Regions from separate parts of the Mus musculus genome. Here region 2 is linked to region 1. The links are chromatin contacts, called in public Hi-C maps. All regions are on one chromosome and are shown on one strand. The core of a region is the stretch at or near the end of the contact, and the rest is flanking DNA. Distances in the headings are between cores, read along the strand shown.

What was found. A called contact is a pair of places that touch in the nucleus more often than the background predicts.
Region 2: a contact with region 1 is called in a Hi-C map of uterus, with 2.5 times the contacts expected there. The contact joins two enhancer-like sites. A contact is called at or near these places in 2 of 484 Hi-C or Micro-C datasets (embryonic stem cells and uterus).

The regions. Positions count from the first base shown.
Region 1 is chr11:7,559,468-7,565,340 of GRCm38.p6, reverse strand. No RefSeq gene overlaps it. Among named protein-coding and RNA genes, the nearest start is that of Gm36720, 130 kb to the right of the region's middle. Within about 2 kb of position 3,735, at least 17 of the 459 cell types and tissues checked have an H3K27ac peak or open chromatin away from gene starts, as enhancers often do. A contact at or near this core is called in uterus, where this site is marked.
Region 2 is chr11:7,973,276-7,979,148 of GRCm38.p6, reverse strand. No RefSeq gene overlaps it. Among named protein-coding and RNA genes, the nearest start is that of Gm27393, 90 kb to the right of the region's middle. Within about 2 kb of position 3,043, at least 8 of the 459 cell types and tissues checked have an H3K27ac peak or open chromatin away from gene starts, as enhancers often do. A contact at or near this core is called in uterus, where this site is marked.

The DNA of each region.
Region 1 (5,873 bases), core at 2,486-4,985:
AGTTCTACCTCAGGACCCAGCTATACTACTTCTGGGCATATACCCAAAAGATGCTCTACCTTCCCACAAAGACACTTGCTCAACTATGCTCATAGCAGCTTTATTCATAATAACCAGAAACTGGAAACAGCCTAGATGTCCCTCTACTAAAGACTAGATAGAGAAAATGTGGTACATCTACACAATTGAATACTATTCAGCTATGAGAAACCATGAATTTTTCAGGCAAATAGATGGAACTTGAGAAGCACCCAAGAATCAGTGAGAATTTTCTAAACTGTGACTCTCTTAGCACTGGAGATATAGAACCTTAAGAATCCACCTCCTGTAGCCAGGCAGGAATATCAATGAAGCAACAGGGACACCAACCCACCCACAATACTTTTATCCACCCACCCACAATACTTTTATCCACCCACCCACCCACAATACTTTTATCCTGTCTCCAAGCCATGCAGAGACAGAGGCTAGAGCAGTCTGAGGGAATGTCAAACAATAACCAGGCTAATGAGACCCATCCCATGAAGAAACACCAATCTATACACTATTAATGATACTCTGTTATGTTTGCAGTTTAGCATGGCTCTTCTGTGAGAGGCTCCACTGAACAGCTGACTCAGACAGATGCAGACACCCACAGCCAAACCATGGATGGATCTTGGGGACTCTTATGCAAGAATAAGAGAAAGGACTGTGGGCCCTGAAGGGGTTAGGAACTCCACAGGAAGTCAAACAGCTTCAACTAACCTGGACTCTTGGAGCTCTCAGAGACTGAATCACCTACCAAAGAATATACTCAGGCTGGACCTAGGCCTCCCTAAACATATGTAGAAGATTGCTGCTTTGTCTCCATGTGGGTCCTGAACAGCTGGAGCAGAGGCTATTCCAATAGCTGTTGCCTATATATGGGATATGGACTGCCCTGTCTGGCCTCAGTGGGAAAGGATGTGTCTAGCTTCACAGAGACTTTATATGCCAGGGTGGTGGGATGGGGGATGGTACCTGCTAAGAGGAGAAGGAGCCAGGGTGTTGGTGAGAGAAATAAATGTGGGAGGGGTAACCAGGAGGGAGCAGTGAGTAGAATGTAAAGGTGAACAAATAAAAAATAAAATTAAATAAGTAATAAAATTTTAAAACAAAACAAAAAATGAAAATGAAAGTATAAATCCAATGTAAAGTCATGCAGTTTTTGTTCCAAATGGCTATTTGAACCATACAGAAAGAAGTTCACTGAGTTGGATAGTCTGTGAGTCTGGTTAATTTGAGCATGTAATTTCAGGGGAGGTGTATTTTCTCATATTTTTTTTCCTGTTATAACATTCATCACAAAACTGAGTAGAAAAATATGAAAACTGATGGTGTGGTCTTGAGAATTTAGTTCCTGACATGACCCAAGGGCTATCTCATTTACTTGCACACGGCCAAGCAGGTAATCACTTCACTTACCAGCAGTCCTTTGTATTTTCCTCACACTCAGCACACTGGTTTTTAGGATAAGCAACAGCTTAACTCTTCATCCCAGTGATGACTCTCTTCCCTGTCTTTGGTTTTCTTCTCATTCACAAGTCTATTTCTGAAGGAAAGGCTCACAGCCTGTTCATCTCTGGCAGACACACACAGCCACTATCAGAGAGATAGTACCAGGACTCAGTACCAAAGCAAGGTAATTGACCTGTTAATCATCTTGACTCAAACATCCCATACCATATGCATACATTACAATATTATAGTATAAATGGTACAAATATGTAAATATGACAAATAAAACACAACAGTAAAAAATAAAATAGCCTGTGCTTTTACTTCATTGCCTATGAATAATCTAAGCTCGCTTGTCCCTCACACACATAAGAACTTTATTATAGATTAATCTGTCTAATCTATTCAGCCCCACCACTTTTTTCTACCTATTATATTGCTAATAGCAAATCCATGCACAAATCAAGTAGAAAAGGACAGTAGTATTATCTGAATACTGTGGAGCCTTAAGAAGTTAAATACATTTTAACCAAGCCCTCTGTATGTGGAGAACATTTCATCTCAATCTATGGTTTTTCCTTCTTAACACAGGAAATCCTTCCCTCTGGGAAGTTGCTTGTGTCTTAGCATAGGCTCAGTCCACAGTCCACATGGATTGTAAACTACCTACCCAACACCTACTCAACATCAGCAGAGTTGGTGTTATGAAAGGGCTTTTTAGAGGAGGCTCTGCTGCCCAGGTACCATACTTGTTCTAAAATTCATTTCTGATGGCCCTTGACTACATTGTGGGATGCTGGCTCCTCTAGGACAGCAGTTGCTTCAGCAAATTACGAACTAAGAAGACAAAAGAGAGTCTTGAGCAAGACAGAAACATCATGTGCATTCTATGGCTTTTTGTGTACTTTAGTTGACTATATAAGTCATTGGGAAGCAAGCTCCAGGGGATGAATGATAATCAAGAGACAGGGATCTTTGGGAAGAGTTAAAAAAGACTACTGAGTCCTCCACTAAGAGGCCCATTCCAGGGGGCTGGTGAGATGGCTCAGTGGGTAAGAGTACCCGACTGCTCTTCCAAAGGTCCAGTGTTCAAGTCCCAGCAACCACATGGTGGCTCACAACCATCCGTAACAAGATCTGAGGCTCTCTTCTGGTGTGTCTGAAGACAACTACAGTGTACTTACATATAATAAATAAATAAATAGATAAATAAATAAGGCCCATTCCAGATTGTCATGGTGACCTGAATCTCCCCAAGAAGCCTCTTAGAATTTTTAGTATGTTGCTTCTCTATTGATTTCAGTAACCTCCTTAATTCCTCATATCTACTTAAAATGTTAAGTAGGTATTAAAATGCCCTTTCCTAAATAATCAAATACAGTTCTAGCTCCGTGCTGTATTAGTTCCTTTCCTTGTGCTTTAATAAAACACCAGGATCAAGGACAACTTGAGAAAGAGTTTAGAGTTCTAGAACACCATGATGGTGGAGCTCAGGGAAGGTAACAAGGACCAGTCTTGGTGGCTGGGGCAGATGTTTGAGAGCTCGCATATTAAACCACAGGCATGTGGCTTAAGCAGAGGGAGAAGGAGGGGGAGGGGAGAGAGGAGATGGAGAGGGAAACTGAAAGTAGGGCAGAGTCATTAAACTCTCAAAGCCTACCCTTAGTTATATCCTTCCTTCTGGAAGGCTTCATGAATCTCCTAAACCTCCCCAGAGTGCCACCAAGTGTTCACTCAGCGACAGGGGAGCCAAGGGTGAATGTTCTCATCCCACTGGACCTGATCTTACTTTCTTCCCTTCTGTTCCCTATGCATGATTCATTATCTGACCCTTTGTGCCCATTCCATTGGGGATACCAATTTAGTGTTTGTTATGCATGATAATTGGTTAGAGGTTTTTCTTCTCTAAATGATGCTCCAAAGAGTAATTTAAAAAGAAAAAAACAAACAAACAAACAAAACAAAACAAAAACAAATTCATGTCCAGAAGACTCTTTTTCACATCATGCACTCCCAAAAACCTACAAACAGAACACAGGGTCTTGATAGTCATGTATCCTGCTGACATGTTAGGTCAGGAGTATCTCCTGGAATTGCTTGCTTAGAGGCATGAATAATTTAGGGACCTCTCAGAAGTCAGGGGATTACGTCAGGGCAGGTGATTTAATGCTGAGTCACCTGTGCTGACAGAACTGTCACACCCTACTAGTTCACCTGCTCTCAAAGTTCCCTCAGGGAAATCCTAAGAACTGCTAAAGCCCATATGCTGTGTTTCTGAGTAACTCATCACCACAGCCAGACTCAGGGCTGGCAGGGTGGGGAGCTTAGCTAGTCCTCATGGGATATTTGTCAATCAACACTACAATTACTTGAGGCTTTGTTGAAACCTGTGGGGGACTAACAGGCACACAGAAAGAACTGAAAGTAAAGGTGTTGGGGGTTTTGTTTGTTTTGTTTTTTCTTATTGAAGTTAAGGTTTTGCAAGTATCCTTGCAAAGACAAAAGAAATATATTGTCTGGAAGTGATCCACATGCAAATATTTCATATACTAAGATAAGAAAGACCAAGAATCTCACACCAAACTTTCATTTGGAAGTTTTTATTTCTCTTCTGTTTGTTTGCTTGCTTGTTTTTAATTTTTATTGGTTATTTTATTTATTTACATTTCAAATGTTATTCCCCTTCCTGGTTTCCCCTGCACAAACCCCCTATCCAACCCCCAGGCCCTGCTTCTATGAGGGTGTTTATTTCCCAAGAGCTAAAACTAATAAAAGTAAAAGGAAGCAGCTGTCCTTCCGAATATCACTGGACACATGAAAGAATAAGCTCTCTTTTGTGAATTGGTAGTTATTATCACATAAATGCGTATTTATTTATTACATTTGTATGTAGAGGCTGTATTTAAAAGAGACTTTTTCTAACTAAGCATTAAAAATAAGATTCTCAAATTACAACTCAAAAATCCCAGTTTCTATGATGTAAGTAGACTATGATATATTGAGAGATGTCAAAGCAAGTAGATTCACCATCAATGGTTAGTTGCAGGAACTGTGAAGATTCAACACTGTTCTGTTGTGTGTCTTCTAAAAACCCTTCTGATGGAAGCTTATAAGATAGCTCTCTGCACAGCAAACACAAGCTTCACTTTCAGAGGCAACATAGGTTGACTGGCTTGAAATTTTGATGTGGCTTCCTTTGAGGGAATGAAAAGATTGGCCCAAAACACACTCCTCACTTGCAGTGTATCATCAGCCTGGACAGACACCATGAAATCACTCCCTGAGACTCTATCCATCCTCTGTGGGAGAGGTAGCAGAGACTGAGCCATTTAGGACCATTAAAAATGAACAGAGTATATCTCTCTGACCTGTTAAGTTAGTCCACGTTCAATGTCACGCATTAGAACAAGAGTTGTACATGAGAAAATGCAGTTTCTGCTTTCCACCAGGGGAGGTAAGAGAGAATGGTTTCAGCATGTGTTGCTTCTGAAGGAAGACTTCTGTCTTATGGAACACACTGCTGATGTAGATCGTGTGCACAAGCTGACTCTGTGGCTTCATGTTCTGAACTTAATCCTGGAGTCCCCAGTTAGATCACATATGGGTCAGTCCATTCACCCTTAAGTATCCTACTTGCATCCTATGCATCATGAGACACAAAAAAACTATTGGGAAAGAGTGAGGAAGGGCTGGGCAAGGTACATGCAAGGCTCTGACTTCTATCTTCAAGCTGCTTTTGGTTATAGCTTTTGTCACAGCAATAGAAAACAAAGTAACACAGTTAGTAATTTTACAGGTAAGAACAGGAGAAGTCTAAGACTTATATGATCCTTTATTTCCTATTCCATCCAGTAAGGTTTGTGTTTTGGATGCAATAAAGTTTATACTCTATGGTCATGTATTCTGTGGGTTTTAATCTACTATTTTTTAATGCCACATCAGAATACCAGGTAGAACATAACCATCACCCCAGAACTTGCCATGGGCAGTCTTGATTTCGTAATTCTTCGTCTCCACCCAAACTCTGACAGCTGCTTGTAATTTTTGTTTCTTTTATTGTTTTTAAGGAGTCATGTGTATAGAATCATACAATAAATCTTAGCCTGTGTTCTTTAACTTCACACTCAAAATTTATCAATCATTTTATTGTGTAAATTACACCATACCTCTTTTCATTGCTGAGCACCACTATGTTGTATGAATGCTCCATAATTAGTTAACCCAGTATGTTACTGTAAGACAACTGGGTTGCTTGGGAAGCTATGATTAGAGCTATGAAGAATTTATGTGTAGAATTCTGTATGTATAGTTTTCCTTTTGGCAGGCATGAACATGCTAGGTCACGTAGGAACTGTACGTACTTGCCTACAAGAAACCCATAGATTACTTTGCAG
Region 2 (5,873 bases), core at 1,794-4,293, 410 kb before region 1:
ACTGGACCTCACACATACTACAGGTATGACTGTGCGTGTGGATATGGAACACATGGGAAAGGGTCTGGAGGGTCAAAATAATTAAAAAAAATAGAGTGACTGGCAGACCTACCACTGGGTATATATTATTTGAAGAAATTGAAATTAATGATCTTCACACTTATGCTGAGTATAAACTTTCTGCCATAATCAAGCTACAAACATAGCCAAGATGTTCATTAATGGATCAATCAAATAAGAATATGGTATGAGTACTCAAATGAGTATCATATGAGCATAAAAAATAAAGATTAGCATCCACTTTTGTGTTTGCTAGACCCAAGAATAGCCTCACAAGAGACAGCTATATCAGGGTCCTTTCAGCAAAATCTTGCTAGTGTATGCAATGGTGTCAGTATTTGGAGGCTGATTATGGGATGGATCCCCGGATATGGCAGTCTCTAAATGGTCCATCCTTTTGTCTCAGCTCCAATCTTTGTCTCTGTAACTCCTTCCATGGGTGTTTTGTTCCCAAATCTAAGAAGGGGCAAAGTGTCCACACTTTGGTCTTCGTTCTTCTTGAGTTTCATGTGTTTCACAAATTGTATCTTATATCTTGGGTATTCTAAGTTTCTGGGCTAATATCCACTTATCAGTGAGTGCATATCATGAGTTCTTTTGTGATTGGGTTACCTCACTCAGGATGATGCCTCCAGGTCCAGCTATTGGATGGATCACATGACCCCTAATTGAGGAGCTAGAGAAAGTACCCAAGGAGCTAAAGGGATCTGCAACCCTATAGGTGGAACAACAATATGAACTAACCAGTACCTCCCGGGAGCTCCTGTCTCTAGCTGCATATGTATCAGAAGATGGCCTAACCGGCCATCATTGGGAAGAGAGGCCCCTTGGTATTGCTAACTTTATATGCCCCAGTACAGGGGAACACCAGAAGTGGGAGTGGGAGGGTAGAGGAGTAGGGGGGGGGGTTATGGAGGACTTTTGGGATAGCATTGGAATTGTAAATGAGGAAAATACCTAATTAAAAATAAAAAAAAAGAATAAAGATGAAATCCTACCAGTTATGGGAACATACTAGAGGACAGTATGTTAAGTGAAATAAGCCAAGGGAAAAAGAAATACACAAGGTATCACTCTTTGGATGTGAAAGCTGTTAATGAATGGTATAGAAGAGAGCAGCATACAGGTCAGTAGAAAAGAAAGGAGATCAGAGAGGGAGCAGAGCAGGCTCCTAAAACAGTAGCAAAGTTCTGATGTTTTGCACAGCAGGACAACTTCAATCTAGAACAAGTTACTCATTCAAATTACTGGCAGAAATGGCAACACTCCAGGCTATGGAGATACCAGTTATGTTCCTTAGATCATCATACACTAGATGCGCCTGATGAATTTATACATAGTACCAGACAGCCCAGAAGTAAGGACAAATATTATATCTATTAAATAATAAAAACTAGCCAGGTGGTGGTGGCGCACGCATTTAATCCCAGCACTTGGGAGGCAAGAAGCAGGTGGATTTCTGAGTTCGAGGCCAGCCTGGTCTACAGAGTGAGTTCCAGGACAGCCAGGGCTACACAGAGTAACCCTGTCTCGAAAAACAAAAACAAACAAAAAACCCACCAAAACCAACCAACCAACCAAACAAACAAACAAACAAAAAACCCCTAAATGCCCCAGCTACTCCCACCCTGCCTCTGAATACATCTGTGATACTCTATGTACCTAAATGTGTGATTGAAAACAGGAGCAAAGAGGAGGACTGTGTAAGCAGGAGCCTGTGCCTGCCAGTGTTCATACTGGTTTACGATTACTACACACAGTGAAGTGTTGTGGCATTCTTGGTTTTAGAAAATGTCTCTGCTTCATTTGTGGCTTCAGCAGGCCATCACTGCCCCGGTGCATGCTGAAAGCTACACTCTACTTTTTTAAAACATGATCTGAGTAAGTTTTGATTCTTCCTGTCTTTGTAGTCATTATTTGGAGAGACTTCATCATTTGTCCTTAATCTCACATAATTTAAATGTTAACGGACAAGTGACCATGTTGTGTCTGTGAGGAACCTGAATACCTTTTTGGCTGAGCCAGGTGAGACACAGCACCTCACACAGTGAGTGTGGAGCAGGGTTCCTGCTGACAGACAGGCAGTAGGAACTATGGAAGCCTGGGCTGGAAAGGCTCAGAAAGCTGTAGGCACAGAGGGACTGTGACAGGGTTAGAGGTGGCTTTCTCTGTGTAGTGCTCCTACAGAGCTGGCTGTGGAACCCTATGAGGCAGGGCCCCTTGGATTTTAACCCAGAATACTGTGGGTCTTTTAGCTAGTTTTAATGGGAGGCTTGCTTCTGGGGAGAGATAACTGAGCCCACTGTTGTGATTGGCTTCCCATCACGGGGTGCTGTTCTAGTTCCATCCTTTAGGGTGTTCAAAGCCCCCAGGGGCCTGTTTTAGCAGCCCCATAATACTGTGTCACAACTGTTATCATCTGTCTTGTATTTTTCTCATAAAGTTTATAACTAGCCCATCCATGAGTGTAGCATGTGTAGCCCTGTCATTCATGTGCCCACTCCCAATTCTGTACCTGACATCTTTAATTTTGTGTCTCAGAAGCACCACCTTCCCCTATTTACTCTAGTTCTCATAAAAGGAGCCACAAAACAGTCAAAAGCCTTTTGTTATTGTAAAGTGAAGACAGAGAAAATGAAAAGTAAAACAAACTCCCAAACTAACCCTGAGTGTGGAGATCAATAACATCATACAAAAATCACCCCTGATTTGCTGGCATCAGTCATTCTTCTGGAGCCTCAGCAGTCCTTCCCCTACGTGGATTCTGCCCCAGAAGCTCAGTTGTGCTTGTACATGGCTCTCCTTTACTTGAATAACAAAGGATGTGTTATTCTGTGTGTGCAATCTTTTATTTACTATTATACCGACGAGGCCTGTCTAAATTATTCCACATCCGAACAGCTTGTTCCCTCGCTCAGTGCTGGGGACTCTCCCTTTGTCTGAGTATACCACAATGCATTCCCTCCCTCTATAAATGTCTGTAGGCATCTGGGTTGTTTCTGAAGTCGGGCTCTTACAAATAGCGCTTTAATTAGCATTCATTTATGTGTCTCTTGATGCAGATGCGATGTGTTTTTCTTGGGCACGTGCCTACCGGAAGTGGAGTTTCTGGGTCTTAGGAAAGGTTTACTTCTAAATTTAGTAGTGATTGCCAAACTCCTTTCTAAAGACACTGTGCTAATTCTCATCCCCCTCAAAGTTTATCACCCTCTTAAAAACCAGTTTTTCTCTATTTGATGTTCTTTCACTGCCTATAATTTATAATGTGGAAATTTTCAATTGTAGGCTCACATTTTAAGAGTTGCAAAGAAATTCCCAAGGTAGTTGTAGATTTTTTTTTTATTAAATTAACTTTAGAAGTTTAACATGTGCAATATATTTACATATCCTCTCTCAAATTCATGAATCTTCTTTTTTCTCTAGCACACACACATACGTGTGTGTACATATATCTTTTAGTTCTGTGTTGTTGAGATTCCCATGGGTGCAGCCTCCCCCTCATCCTTTTCTTCTGTCTGTAGGGAGCTTAAATTCAAGGCGATAATTTTCTAGGCGATAACTATGTCTTTGTGCTTAAGCTGCTTTGATTTTCTGAGCTGGAATTTATTACTGTTGTTTTCCATATAACTGAGAGTACCCGTGAGAAATAATTTTAAGGATATTCTGTGTATTTAATAATGAGGCATTTTTCTTTGTGAGACTTTGCTCATTTTGTTTGGACAAAGTTCTTATGGTCTCAGATGATGCCATTCTCTGCTCTTCTACTTTCATTCATACAATACTAATTAAACATGTGGTTTTGTTTGACTTTTATTTGCATACTTTTTCTCACCTGCCTACTCTTTCTTCTACAAGAGAAACTCAAACTGTGGGGAAAACAACTATAAGGTTTTCTTTTTCAGATTTGTTCTCCCTTGTTTGGTTGGTTTTTTTTTTTTTTTTTTTGTTTTTTGTTTTTTGTTTTTTCTTATACAGTTATGTCTGCTATGGAAAATTAATAAAATCTTGAAGAAAGTTGATCTTAAAACCTGTGGTGGTTTGAAAATGCTTGGCCCATAGAGAAAGAAATTAGAGAAACAACACACTTTACAATGGCCATAAAGAATATAAAATATCTTGGTGTAACTCTAACCAAGCAAGTGAAAGATCTGTATGACAAGAACTTCAAGTCTCTGAAGAAAGAAATTGAGGAAGATATCATAAGATAGAAAGATCTTTCATACTCATGGATTGCTAGGATTAGCATAGTGAAAATGGCCATCTTACTAAAAGCAATTTACAGATTCAGTGCAATCCCCATCAAAATTCCTTAGACCTTGAAAGAGCAATTCTAAGCTTCATTTGGAAAAACAAAAAGCATAGTATAGCCAAAATATTTTTAAACAATAAAAGAACTTTGAGAGGAATCACCATCCCTGACCTCAAGATGTACTACAGTGCAATAGTGATAAAAACTGCATGGTACGGATAAAAAGAGACAAGTCAATCAATGGATTAAAGACCCAGAAATAAACCCACAGACATACGGACACTTGATTTTTGAGAAAGAAGCCGAAACCATACAATAGAAAAAGAAAGAATCTTCAACAAATGGTGCTGATCTAACTGGATGTTTGCATGTAGAAGAATGAAAATAGATCCCTGCACAAAACTCGAGTCCAAGTGGATCAAGGATATCAACATAAAACTAGATGCACTAAATCTCAGAGAAGAAAGTGGGAAATACCCTTGAATGCATTGGTACAGGAGACAATTTCTTAAACAGAAGATCAACAATTGATAAATGGGTCTTAATGACTCTGCAAAGCTTCTGTAAGGCAAAGGACACTGTCAAAAGAACAAATCGGCAGCCTACAGACTGGGAAAGCATCTTCACCAACCCAACATCTGACAGAGGGCTAAAATCCAAATGCTACAAAGAACTCAAGAAGGTAGACACCAACAACCCAAATAACCCAATTAAAAATGGGGTACCGACCTAATCAGAGAATCCTCAACAGAGGAATCTCTAGTGGTGGAGAAGCACTTTAAAAATGTTCATGGGACAATATAGAGACCTTGAGTAGGGAGGTAGGTGGCCAGGAATTAACGAGGGTGACCTTAACTGTGACTCACTACGTTGGGGATATGGAACCTGAAGAAGCCAGGCAGGAACCACAGTGGAATAATGGAGATAGAAACCCCCCCCCCAATCTGTTTAACCACAAATCTATCCTGTTTATAAGAAATGTAGGCCCAGGGGATGGAGCAGAGACTGAGGGAATGGCCAACCAATAGCAGGTTCAATTTGAGACCCATTTCATGGGCAAGCACCAATCCGACATTATTAGCGATACTCTGTTATGCTTGCATCTTGTCCTCTGAGACCTGAGGAGCTCTCAGAGCCTGAACCACCAACCAAAGAATGTACATGAGCTGGATCTATGCCTCCCCACACAAATATAGCATGTATATGTAGCTTGGTCTTCATGTATGTTCCAAATAAGAAGAATGGGGACTATCCCAAAAGCTGTTGCCTGTAAGTGGGATATGTTCTTCTAGTTGGGCTGTCTTGTCTGTCCTCAAAGGGAGAGGAAGTACGTATCCTTGGACAGACTTGAAGATCCGGGGTAGGGGGATACCCAGGGAGAGCCTACCTCCTTAGAGAAGGGGAAGGGAGATGGGGAAGGATTGTGGGAGGCAATGACTGGGAGGAGCAGTAAGCTGAATGTAAAGTGAATATGTAAGAAAAAATTAAATTAAAATAACTAAAAAATAATTTACAAATGCTTGGCCCATAGGGAGTGGCACTTTTGGGAGGTGTGTCCTTGTTG